Linked DNA regions of Mus musculus: region 2 is linked to region 1. Evidence: chromatin contacts called from public Hi-C data. All regions are on one chromosome and are shown on one strand. Each heading gives the region's core, a stretch centred on a gene start, on an enhancer-like site or on the middle of the called end of the contact. The rest is flanking DNA. Distances are from core to core; before and after follow the strand shown. Region 1 has its middle 59 kb from the start of Tlr4. Region 2 overlaps Brinp1 (bone morphogenic protein/retinoic acid inducible neural specific 1).

The links. Hi-C and Micro-C count contacts between places; a contact is called where the count stands out from the background.
Region 2: a Hi-C map of cerebellum shows a contact between it and region 1, with 2.8 times the contacts expected there. The contact joins two enhancer-like sites. A contact is called at or near these places in 1 of 15 datasets of contacts at CTCF or cohesin (pro-B cells), 25 of 484 Hi-C or Micro-C datasets (the 3T3-L1 cell line, the Ba/F3 cell line, the C10 cell line and 18 more) and 1 of 115 datasets of contacts at active chromatin or transcription factors (astrocytes).

What each region holds. Positions count from the first base shown.
Region 1 is chr4:66,765,586-66,772,113 of GRCm38.p6, reverse strand. No RefSeq gene overlaps it. Among named protein-coding and RNA genes, the nearest start is that of Tlr4, 59 kb to the left of the region's middle. Within about 2 kb of position 3,198, at least 26 of the 459 cell types and tissues checked have an H3K27ac peak or open chromatin away from gene starts, as enhancers often do. A contact at or near this core is called in cerebellum, where this site is marked.
Region 2 is chr4:68,845,829-68,852,356 of GRCm38.p6, reverse strand. All of the region lies in intron 2 of Brinp1 (bone morphogenic protein/retinoic acid inducible neural specific 1), which reads left to right. Among named protein-coding and RNA genes, the nearest start is that of Brinp1, 110 kb to the left of the region's middle. Within about 2 kb of position 2,531, at least 16 of the 459 cell types and tissues checked have an H3K27ac peak or open chromatin away from gene starts, as enhancers often do. A contact at or near this core is called in cerebellum, where this site is marked.

The DNA of each region.
Region 1 (6,528 bases), core at 1,949-4,448:
TTGAATACCAGAGAGGCAGGTACTCTAGTCCTGGCCATCAAATTCCACAGAGGACCATAATCCAAGCCTACCTACTACCTGCAATGACCCGTAAGCTTTGAAGCTAGAATCAACTAAAGCCTTGTCATAAATTCTGACTGCCAGTAAGAGTGGCAAGGAAATGTTGATTATTGGTATTGTGTGATATATGTGGAGTGCACAGTATATTTGTGTGAAAATGTATTTATCTGGTGTATCTCTGTATATGATGTACATGTGCTCATTGCATATGTGGAGGGCAGAACACAACCTCATGTGCAGAGGGCAGAATGTAGCCTGAATCATAGGTCAGCAGGCACTGCCCACTTTGATTTGAAACACAGTTTCACTAACCTGGAACTTCCCATGTAGGCCAAGCTGGATGAACAGTGAGTCTTGGTGATGTGTCTGTCTCCTCAACTCTAAGATCACCACTACACGCCACCACCCAATTTCTCTTGGGTGTTTTGAGGATTCAACTGAAGTCTTTATGCTTATGGTTCCCCTATCATATTGGCTTAGCTGACACCTCCTCCCTTACTGTTAGAAGTAGCTATATTGTATGGTAATTTTGTGTGCTGAAATGGATAAGCCACAATATTTTTCTCCCTCTGGTATCTGCTAATGGCTTAAAGGGTGCCTAGGAATGTATGGTTCTCGTGCATATTACCTTCCATGTTAAGAATGGGTAAATATTGAACACACACTGTACACTTTATATGAGTCATCTCCTTTAACATTCTCAAGGTCAACATGCCACTATCCCTACTTTCAGGATAGACAAACTAAGGTTTAGAGAAGCCTATGTGACCAAGAATTTCATCGAATGAGTGAAATTGGAGCTTGCAGCAGATGTCTTTCCAAAGGGACTATGAACTCTTTATCAACTTTGTGCCTGATTGACCTGGTTCCATCTTACTTAAATTCAGTGTTCATATCTAAAGAAGTATTTAACTCTCCTTTGATCTGAAAGAAAATGAAAGGCCAAATATTAATTCCAAACCAGGATTCTCAGCTTTAGTTTCTTCATCAATAAAATACATTAAGTTTATAACTACCTTGTAGGGGTGCCGCAAGAATTCAATTTTGTAATGCAGATAGATGTCATTGTTTTATAAAGCTTAACAGCTAGTACCAAAGTAAATTACTATTTTTATTCTTATTGCTGTTGTCTTCATGTAAACTAGGCTCACAAAGATTATTGGATTAGCAAAACCAGTTGTGACTGCCTACCTGGTGTCTTTGGAGAGGCCCCAACTTTAAAGGCAATCAATATATCCTTCTCTCCGAGAACACAAAGGAAACACTGAATAGATATTTATTGTCTTCCAGCAATAATTGATTAGAGGATGGGAGTTGTTTTGTCGATCTTCCATCACAGTCCTTGAATAAAAGGTTAGTAAATAATTATGGTAACAAAAAAATCATAACACATTCTCCCTCAAATCCCACCCACACAGTCTCTCCAGCATGCATGTCTTTGAAAATAGTCTTTACAAATATGAATATGTGGGAAAATGTTTCTTAGTCGCATCATAAGTAAGAAATAGAAAAAATCAAATAGAGATTACTACCTTGTCTCCCTATACTGGGGGACAATATATGGCATGAAAGAAGGGATAAGGCCACAGGTAGCTAAGGGGAGAGAGTAGAAAGAGACAACCCATGCCTGGAATGTCTAAGCCAGTGGAACATTTGAACAGTCCTTTCTGTCATCATGTAAGATTAAGAACACAAAGTAATTTCATCCAAATACTAAAGATATAAAGGAATGGGGAATTTGACTGGGAGTGTTTAGAAATAATGATTTCTGGAAATCAATTGTGACTTAAAATTTGAGTTCTGTCTTTGTAAAATAAAATGGAAAACGGGCACAATTTATGCTTACGTGAATGCGCATAGAAACAAAAAAAAATGCACACACACACACACACACACACACACACACACACACATACACACACACACACACACACCATCTCTTCTTCAGCACCACCATCTTCTGGTCATGGACCTTATGTTTTCCTCTCCAGATATGGAACGTAGATTCTTGCTTAGAAATTTCCTGATGAAGGATGGCTATCTAATCAGCATCACTCCCCTCTAGGACTGCTTCCCATAGTATTTTTAACACCTCATGCACATACCACAGGCACACTCAAAGCAAGGATTCTCCTGCACTCGTTCTTTCTCTTCTTGGAAGACTTATCATTTCTCAGCCTAACCTCTTTCTGTTCCACATAGTTTGTGTTTTGGAGCAATAGAACTATGATAGAAACTGAGGTGATCTCTTGCAAGAGGATGGGAACTGGACAGTGAGACACATACATGTATACAGCATCACAGGAGCTGACCCAATGTGCATAATACTCATGTACACATGATCAAATATGTGTATGTGTATAATCATGCTCATACATACAGAACACACAGAAGCATGAGTCAGAATCACACATGAGCATAATCCAAACACACATGCACACAGTAATTCTATATGTGCTTAATCTATACAGACATCCAGGCCCGCTTAATGACATATGATCATAGGCAAGATGCAACTATGCACACCCAGTCTCACATGCACATACTCAATGCACACATTACTGCACATAAAATAACACGTTTAGCATAACTACACACATAATGCATACATATACAATCTCTCGTTTGCCCAGACACAAAGGCTCCTCAAAAATTTTACAGTTGAGCAGAACACTGAGGAGGTGGCATGTATGGCTGGGCATTGGACTGGTGTCCCTTCCCACTCTTCACCTTTTCTTACAGGTGCACACAACAGCACCCAAACATTTATCCCTCCAACTAACACATTGGATAACAAGCTTCAAGCAACTGTTTCTTAAGCATAGACATAATCCAGACAGAAAGAAAACAGGGACACAGGAGGACAGAAACATAAACATCCTCTTACATGTTTAAAGTAAGTATAATTTAGAATGTTCATTGCTTCATCAGCTACACCTTGAGAAGAATTTTGAGTCAAGCAGAGCTACAGAATGACAGCACCTGTGTTTGATCTAAGGTTATCTGCTTGTGGCCCCTCAAGTAACTATGGCCTGTGGTCTGGAGAATCTTTACTTTCTGGTTCGCCTAAAGCATGCTTCATAAATACATTCTTCTCAACCCTTTTTGTGGCCCTGCATCTCCATCATGTGGGAAGAACTGGCACTGCACCCCACTTAAGCGTTCAGGAAAACTGAAGCTTAAACTGACAAGAGAGAACAGGACTTGACAGATCACGGATGGCATCTTCCCTGTTCCTAGTGATGGCACGGAGGACAAATATATTTAGGGGCTTTTATCACATATTTAATCCTTATAGCACCCTTTTGTAGAATGCTTCTATCTTCTATTTTAAGAAAGATACTGATGAAGAATCATGTCCTTTACCCAGATGCAGTTAACCTTTCTGACTTCCAAATCCCTTTCATTTTATTTATTTCACTTGTAGCACCTACTGAAATTATAAAATATGTGGAAATAATGCTCCTAGACTAACATATGGTACTTCTAAGTAGCAGTGAGTTTTTAAAATGTATTTTGAAGACAGCAAAAGCACAAAAAAATATTCACTATTTCCTTACCAAGTCTGATTTTCCTGCCTGAGTAACCTCTTCCCGGGTCTCCCATGTTTCATATCTATATCAGAACTATAGCTTTACCAATCCGAACTATGTGTCCTGGAGTAAAACACAGTCACTTTTGGGTTTTACCTAGTTGAATAAAGAGAATATTGTATTGCATCTAAGGTCTGATTAGCCCCCAACATGTGCTGAAAAACAGCGTCTCTCTAAGAATCCTCCAACCCTACATCACCAGATTCATTCTGCTTATAGACTGAGTAGCTACTGAGTTCTTAGCCTCTCTGACACACAAACAGCCATTGTTAAGACCATATAGCCCAGACAGTATAACCTACTCAAAGAGATCATTTCTGTAATATACACTCATTCCATCTTTTCAATTCTTCAGAGAATTCTAGTTAGTATTATTATGACTTGTTATGCTAGTGACTCTGGAGGTCCTGAGTAGTAAGATAGATCAGCGTTGCAATCATTCCCATTTACACTAAGATGCGTAACGTGAATATGCACTCAGTAAGTATGCAAGTCCATCATGATACGAAGTGTAAACAAAGCATGTTTTATTAAGAAAGTAGTATGGTCAGAGAATACATGTGCATTGAAAATACCCAGGAGTCAAATTATGAATCACATTTTGGTTTCTCTCAGGTAAACATGCTATAATTTGTTTAAACATGTAAATCAGGGGCTGGTGACGTTACCTAGGCTGTGGGTCACCTTTTAAGACAGAATTCCCAATGGAGGATGTTACATTAGCCAAGAGAAGACATATTTAAATAAACAAAATGGTAGCATTTGGAAGGGACAAAAGACAATATAGTGAAAACATTTCAAATCAGGCATGAACAGTAAGCAAGGCATAATGGATTGTCAGCAGTAGACCCCCTAGCCTGGCTTCAGAAGTCTCTCACAAACTATAATCTCAGCATCTGAAAATTCATCTTGCCACAGTGGCAAGATGTGAAAGCCTAAGCAGAATGCCCTTATGGTTGGTCACTTCCTATTATATAGTTCATTATAACAGAGACTAGTTTAACCCTGTTATAATTTTCACATTTTTCACAGATGCACACAATGAAAAAGTCCATGTCCTGGAAGGCCACTTTCTATGTACAATAATGGTTGAAACATGCTGTATGTGTGCAGTAAGTCATTCATTACAGTAACCACTGGTAATATCTTATACCCTTAGTAGCTCTAGACCTTCTACAATATGCTAGGATGTATCTACTCCCAATGGAGCCATTTGAATTATTATTACACTAGAAGTGTACAGTCAAGCAGAAGCTGGAAGGCTTTGCTTGCCACAGTGATGTTCAGAGTCTCAAGTGAAACAGTCACCACAAAGTCTTTAGAGTTAGTCAACACAAGGCTGGGAGTCATCATACTAATTACTGGCTTATGCATCCCTTCTGTGTATATTTTCCTGATGAATAGAGTTATGATTATTTAATTTGTAATGGACCAGAAGGGACTGATTTTACCATGGCTGATGGCCAGGAAAGAATGTTGCTGGAACCAAGAATTATTCAGAATGTATCTCAAAATGCCAGACCATAGCCAGGAGTTTCCTTTTCTTGTTGCCAGTATTGTGAATATGTTTTCTTTTTGACATGGAATGGTGGTTTTATTTCTTCCACCCAATATTTTGTGGGGGTAATCCAGAAAATCCAGAAGCTATCCTAGGAATTATAGAATATGGAGTTCAGGAACCTTGGAAAAGGCGTTTCTAGAGGTGGGAAACTGGGCAATGGTTGTGAAATGCTCACTGTTCTCTTTGAGCAGACCTTACTAATTCATCAAGTAATTTGTGTCCTGAGGCATCTGCTCCACTCACTGCTCCAGATTTATCAAGATTGGCACTTTAAATACAAGAAAACAGCAGAATGAAAAGCAGAGCTCAGATTTTCTGTTCTGTGTCTCTCCATCCCCCCTTTCAGACACAAACTTTATAATAAGAAGTATTCATTATGCACATAATTATTATTAATGAGTCTCCATCTCATTCCAACCATGTCCATTTATTGGAACATCCAAGGTAAAATCTACTCTTTGCCTCCAAGAGTTAATTCTGGGATGCATTCAGTTTTCTCTGAGCCTGGACACATTTTTCTTACACACTTTTCAACATTGAATATGCTTCTTTCATTTCATCTACGTGAAGTTCTACTTAAAACACATGCTGTTTATCGAGATTCCAGCTTTGTTTTACAAAAGGCCCCTCATCCCCAATAAACATTGCATTCTGTCTCTTCTGTTCTTCTCGTAGATTTTATTATGCATTGAAACTCAGCTTCTATTCTGCTACTTGCATAGCTGCCTATTAGCTGCACCAGGACACTAGAAATAAGACTCCAGGACACATATTTTATACACTGATTAGTGAATAATCCATGATGCTTAGAATATCATCAGCTACTGAAAACCCTGAGTTGGATTCAATAGGATCATCATCAGGAATAAAAAGTCAAATAATTAAAAGTTAAAATGGGCCTTAATATCATGTAATACTAGCTTGAAGACAGAACTTATGTATTCTTTTTTGGTAGTGGCTGAATGGAGTACCATCTTCAGGAATGAGGCAAGATCCTACTTTGGTCATAAAAATTCTTCAGGTCAATTGTGGTCTTTGTCTGAAGAGGAAGAAGTGGATATTTTATGCCTCTTCTTCCACCAAAGGTCCCATATTCTGCCTTTGGTAAATTTTAAAGTCTTGACAATACACTAGATGGCCTGAACTTTGTACTAAAACTATAAATTTGAATATTTCTCCAAATCTCTAATCCTTTGGAACTGGAGTTTCCTTGTAAGTTGAGTCTGGTAGTGATATTTCTGCTTCCTTCTCCAGGTCTCAAGGGTCACAGAAGGATTGTGACAAACAACAGCGGGTAGAAAGATATAGAGACTG
Region 2 (6,528 bases), core at 1,282-3,781, 2.1 Mb before region 1:
TCTCCTTTCTTAGACTCTTCACATTTCCATCTCAAGATTGATGGCAATGATGAAGACATTCTTTGTGGTCCTTCAGTGCTCTCAAATTTTGTGATCTGAAAGAAAAAAGTCATATAATTGCAATGTTTAATGGGATCTGTGATAATTGGAAAATAATTGCTGCTCCAAAGTTTTATTAATCTATATTTAGTTATGAGTCATGCTTTCACAATGGATGCTTTGGAAATCAGTGGAGAGGCAAATCGAGTAAACCGAATTTTAAATATTTTATTTATATGCAGTTTGTGTAAATCCCTGGAGCCCATAGGCATATTAAGATCATTTAAAATATCCATTAAAAGTTATGTGTTATGCGACAAACTCCTCTTTTAGAATCCTTGCCAAAGGATAAAAAGCTAAAGTTTATTGAGTAGCTACTACTGCCAGATTAATTGGATTCATTATGTCTACTCCTTCCAGCAGTCCTGCAAGGTACATCCTGATATTTCTACTGCACTGATAAAGTTAGGAGATTGTGAGAGAGGTGCCCACAATTTCTTAGCTAATGAACAGCTTCATGCTGTGTCTGCAGGCAGATTAATCTAGCTATAAAGTCTGTCCCTATTTACTGTGCCATAATACCTTCAAGAGAATACCTTTATCTAACCTCTGTTTAGATATGTAAGGCAATAAGCATCTACTCTGTGAGCGTGTATGTGTGTGTACGTGTGTGTGTGCCTGTGCGTGTGCATGTGTATGTGTTATCTCCAACTGTTTATGTAAGTATGTGCATGTATGACTGTGAGAATTTGTGCATACGCGTGGGTGTGAATATAAAGGTCAGTCATGATTTCTGGGTATCTTCCTCAACCACATTCTATTTTATACTTTGAGTCATTGTCTCTCATGGAACCTTGAGCTTAACAATGTCCTAGTGTTTTCCAGGACTGGGATTAGACATGTACGCATTTCACTGAGATTTTCACATGGTTACTTTGGGATAGACCTTAAATCATCACATGCATGCACTCTATCAATGGAACCATCTGGTTTGCTCTGTCAGCTTATTTTTGGTATTGTCTATTTGTCCAATGGTGTATAGCATGGTGTTCTTATAACACATTTGGGAAAGCAAATTCTTTCCTTCCTTGGTATGTTGAGTACAACACAGAAGAGGAGAGGATCATCAGAGAATCTCGATGTCCTGTGCTGTTCTGGTGCAGATTTGCCCAGTTGGCCCTAGTTCCCTGATTCCTAGTTTCTTCTATGATGAGTCTAGCATTTTTTTTTTTCTTTCTTCCAGGTTTTTGGGAGGATAACATAAATGGTAATGGATACTTGAAAAAAACTGGGTGTTCTATATAACCCATACATCTCAGTAATGGGAGGAAGAGGAATTTTAATTGTGAGGCATGCTGAACCTCCATTCTGTCCTTATCTCACCCTGTATGCCACGGACAGTGCTGTAACTTTGAAGACACTCCCTTTGCCTTTTGAGCCTAGAGATCTTCCATAGTAATATGATACCAATGCTTTGGGTGGTTTCTTTAAAAGCTCTCCTACTCTCACATTTAGATGTTTAGATTCTCTATGGCAAAGCAGGAAGCAGGTGGGCAAGAACTCATAGGTTTTCCCCAAATGCCAGTTGATCATTAAGAAACAAAGTAAGTAGGTTTTTAAGATTTCTATCCCAATATTAATTCCCACCACCTGTATGTGTCCTAGTGTTTGCTAACAATGTGAAGAATTCCACTTGTGTTTCTGGGTATGGTCTATTGCTTAGAAAGCTGTGTCGTTCCCTGTGGCTTCTTCATAGATCTGTGTTTTTGCTTCTTCAGTTCTGACTCAAGGAGAAGATAAGCTCCATTTCAGTATGTGTTCCCCGGTGTAGACACTCTCATTTCTTCTACCTTTGTTCCTTTACGGGCTTACAGACCTGCTCTTGGAATGCTACAAAATAAAGATATCAAAATTTAGGCTAGTGAGATGGTTCTGTGGGTTGAGGCACTTGCTACCCAGTCTAAAGCCCTGAGACCTATATCAAGAATCCACAAACTGTAGCGAGAGATCCAAGTCATGCAAGCTGCCTTATGACCTCCACATTTATGTTGTGGCACAAATGAACATACACAATAAATTTTTAAATTATCATGACTTATGTGAATGCACTTTGGAAAAGGGATATGCAAATTCTAAGCAAAGATTATTTTATTCTTTACACTTAAGTCAAAGTCCCCCGCTATAATGAGAACGGCACTGTTCATAATCACGTTTTCAGCGACAGTTCTTTCTTTTTATTCATTTTTTTCTTGTTTTTCTCCTTTTGCCCTTTCTGAGCCAGAATGCTCTGAAAGATTCTCTTGGATGCCATGGCTCCTCAACTGCCCTCCCACTTACATTCTGGGGCATGAATGCAGGCAGGGTTTTGGCACTGACACCCATGCTCGTTAAAATGCATCATTTCTACTTCACATGTGCCCTTGGGTTCACCTTTCCTTGAGCTGGCTGGGGATCTGTGGGAGAGAATGGAAACAGCAGGCAAGAGAAATTCTCTCGCTTCTCTTCTCAGTGCAATGATTTCATCTCCGTAGCCTCCTCCTCTGTGATTCCCCTTGTTCATCTCCAGGGATAATTTGCTGCTAACAATATCTGAAGCAGTTTCATAGTTCTCCATCACACTGAAACTCTGAGGCTTCCTTTTTATTCCATTTCTAAGTGATTACTTAATGCAACTGAAAAGGATAAGCCATCCTGGAGTAAACAAATGCAAACATCCTGCAGCTGCCATCAATCATGCTTTCAACAAACATTTATTAGACGTAAAGTGTCTATAAAATATTCTGAGATGTTTCTTTGGATGAATTCAAACCAACAGAATAGAGAGTACCTACATTATAATGGGGTTGGCCCTCATGCAGTTACTTTATTTAATGTTGCTTTCATGTAGAACCAGTCTGCCTAGAGCCAGGCAGACTCTCCTGAGGGTGTGTTTGGAGGACACCGCTCAAAATCTTCTGCCTTTGTCTCCCTAGAAAACCATGACAGATACTTGTGACTTACAGTGAATTCCCAGTCTCTACGTTTTACAGAAAACATTAAGCAACAGCTACCCTGTAGCTGCATTGACTGCCTTCCTCTTGGCTGTGATTTGCTTTTGTCTTTTGAATAGAAGCATCCTCAAAGATGTTGGAATTTCACCTCCTCCAGTGTTCAAGACTGCATAGAATCACTATGATGTGACATTGTAACTGACTTCTTTTTCTATTGATTATTTTTTTCCTATTGCTCCTACACTGTATGCTGTTGGTAATGTATGATTTTCGATCATGTGTGTGAGTGTGGGAGTGTTCATGCTTGGACACCCATCTACATGTGGAGGTCAGAGGAGGATATCAAGCATCCTGTTCTTTCACTCTCTGCCTTATTCTCCTGCGATGAGGTTTCTAACTGAACATGGAGCTCTCTAATTCAGCTGGATGTGCTAGTCAGAAAGTCTCAGCAATTATTTTGTTACTACCCTGCACAGTGTTGGAGTTTTGTGTCTGGTATGTGATGCAGTGTGGAGTGCTCTGGTTGGTGTGGTACCATGTAATATTCTGTGTGTGTGTGTGTGTGTGTGTGTGTGTGTGTGTGTGTGTGTGTTCACGCGTGTACATATAAACTAAAGATCAAAGTCAGTTCATGAAGTCCTTTTACTCACTCATTAATATTCCTTGTGTCTCTATATATTAAAATGGTAAAGTATACACGTTTTTTGAAAAATACCTATAAATTATATCTACTGAATTATTAGGTACAATAAACAAACAAGGCATAAAATCTTCTGGATGGAAAGCAGATCAGCCTTCTCATATTTGGAGGTTATAGCAGTTTCAATCACTTAGAAACCCATGTGAATATGGTTTTCATGTTATTCCACGAGAGCCAGAACCTGTTTTTCATTTCATTTCTCAGACAAAGAAGCAAAAGAACCATGACATTATTTCTTATGAGAATGACAATAAATAATATCTGCAGATGCCTACTGTCTTTTTATAGTCTTTCAATTTTACAATATGTCTTCCAATGTTATTACATTGAGTTTTTTTTAAAGAGTTATTTATTTTTATTTTGTGTTTGTTTTATCTATATGTATGTCTATGTAAAATATGTATGCCTGGTGCCCATGGAGGCCAAACTGAGGCATCAAATTCTCTGAAACAGGAGTTTTAAATGGTTATGAGCCTCATGTGAGCACTGGAAACTGGACCTGGATACTCTACATGACCAGCAAAAGTGCTCTTAACCACTGACGCCCTGGTTGACTTTTTATGAGACAATTTATGGACTCATGTGGTTTTGTCATTGTACACATTAGGAAATAGACCTGAAGAAAATAATTTCTATTGTCAGACTTACTGTTTTTAATATATTTTACCATTATAAAACCTTGTCTTTCTCCAAAGTTCTGTATCTGAGTAACTTTAGGATAAAAATTATAATTTCTTCTCTTTCCATCCACCATCTACCCATTCAACTAGCTACTGGGGCCTATTAGATAATCCCAGCAGCAATGGTGATATTGAGCTAACGTTACATTAGCATTTTATTGAGGGCTGCCTTCAGCAGGCTCTCTGCTTTATGACTTAGGACAATTTGACATGCATCCATCTAAGATATCATTTACGTTTTCTAGTCTGTCAACAGTAGGTGTCAGCTTGCAAAGCCCAGAACTTCTACCATCAACCCCTAGGCTGAAAGTGATCTACCTTAATAAGGTTTATGCATCAAGTAAATGCAGCAAGAAAATGGGAGGGGGGGGAAAAATCTCTGTTACTGTACAGAGCCTGATCCCTGCGTCTCTTATAACCATTTCTTCCACTTCAGTGCAACGTATATCCAAAGAATTGGTGAATGTAGTTTTGAAGTTTGTGTGTGTGAGTGTGCATGTGCGTGTGTGTACAAAAGCAGAGGGTTATTAAAGAAGATGGGTTTTTCCCCTATGAACCCAGTGTTTATACTAAAAAGAAAGTCTTGGTATTACAGTTTCCTTTCAGCCTCTCCTTACATTCTGCACCTGAGGCTCTATTATTCCTCCAAGCCCTGTCCTTGTCATCATTCTCTCTCCTGCTTTCAGCCCTCCTAATGGTATGGGTCTTGAAAGTAGAATTTTCATGCCTTCCATCTAGGATCCTTTTTTAAATCTCAGTCTAATTGGTTCACCCACCCCGCTGAGATGCTTAATTGGGCATGAGCATACTCTGCAGATCCTGTGTCATGGTAGGTTCTTCCTTCTCCTCCAGGGGGATTTGCTTGCTCTGTGGGCTCAGAAGGAAAGATTTATTTTATGTTGTGCTCAATTCACTGAGCACTTACATGAAATTGTTCCTGGGCCAGCAGAGCACACAGGCAACATTTCTTCCTTGCTTCATTTCAGTTTATCTTATTTGTTCTCACATGGCATGGTACATGGGAAGTCACCAGCACCTGGAGTCATGAGCTCAGACTTTGACTAAGTCATTCTAATCTTTTCCTTCCTCTCTACTTGGGTTTATAACTTAAGGTACTTGACAGTCCATTTCCAATCCATGAATTAGGCAAATTGAATTTGATTTCTTCTATGAATGGAATCAAAATGAAGCATTCAAAAGAAGGGTATACACTCTCCATGGCATAATCTGCCTGCCACTTGCTTTTGGTAAATATTATTTTATTATAATAAGCCATACTTACTTGTTTACATATTGCCTATGTCTGTTCCAGAGCACAAGAATGGAACTGAGTGGTTGTCTAAGATGCTCAATGAACTTAAAAGCTGTTCCTTTCCAGAAAACAGCTCCCAAACTACTTTCCTCCAGTCATAGTCGGATTTGATTGGCTCAAAAATATTTTTTTTAGCTTTTTATATACCTTACAATTTATAATAAGGACTAGAATATAGCTCAGTGATAGGGTATTTGCCTAGCCTGTGTAGAGTCTAGTTCCAGTTTAACATTTGTTTTCTTTTTCTTTTTCTTTTTTTCTTTTTTTACCAAAGCTTGAGTCTCTCAAGATCTGTAATCTTACAATCCCAAATGTTGATGTTGTCAGTCGGCTTTTCTGTCATTGTCTTTTGTCTTACTCCTTCTCATCTCTGCTCCATCCTTGATGTTCGTCTCCAAAAGACAGACCTAGTCTTACCTCAGGATCTTTGCACCCACTGTTCTTTCATTGGAGGTCATTCTTCCACCACCAGGTGGCTCCATGGGTTCGCTTTTCTTTCCTTCAAAATAGCTTTGCCACAATCTGGAACTTCCAAACACCCTTTTCATTGTTTGTCTGGACATTTCTACCCTCTTCATGTTGGTTTCTTTGATATGTATCTTTTCTTACAAGAATATAAGCTGTGCTAAATTAAGTCTTTATTAAAATCAATTTTATTCACTTCTTATTAACTTCCAGGATTAACTTAGGATAAAGAAAAGAACTCATTCATTCAAATTGTCCTCCATGCACAGGCAGGCATGCTCAAGTACACACTAAGTGAAACTTTATTTTTAAAATAAAAATGTTTATAGAGTAGGAAGAATG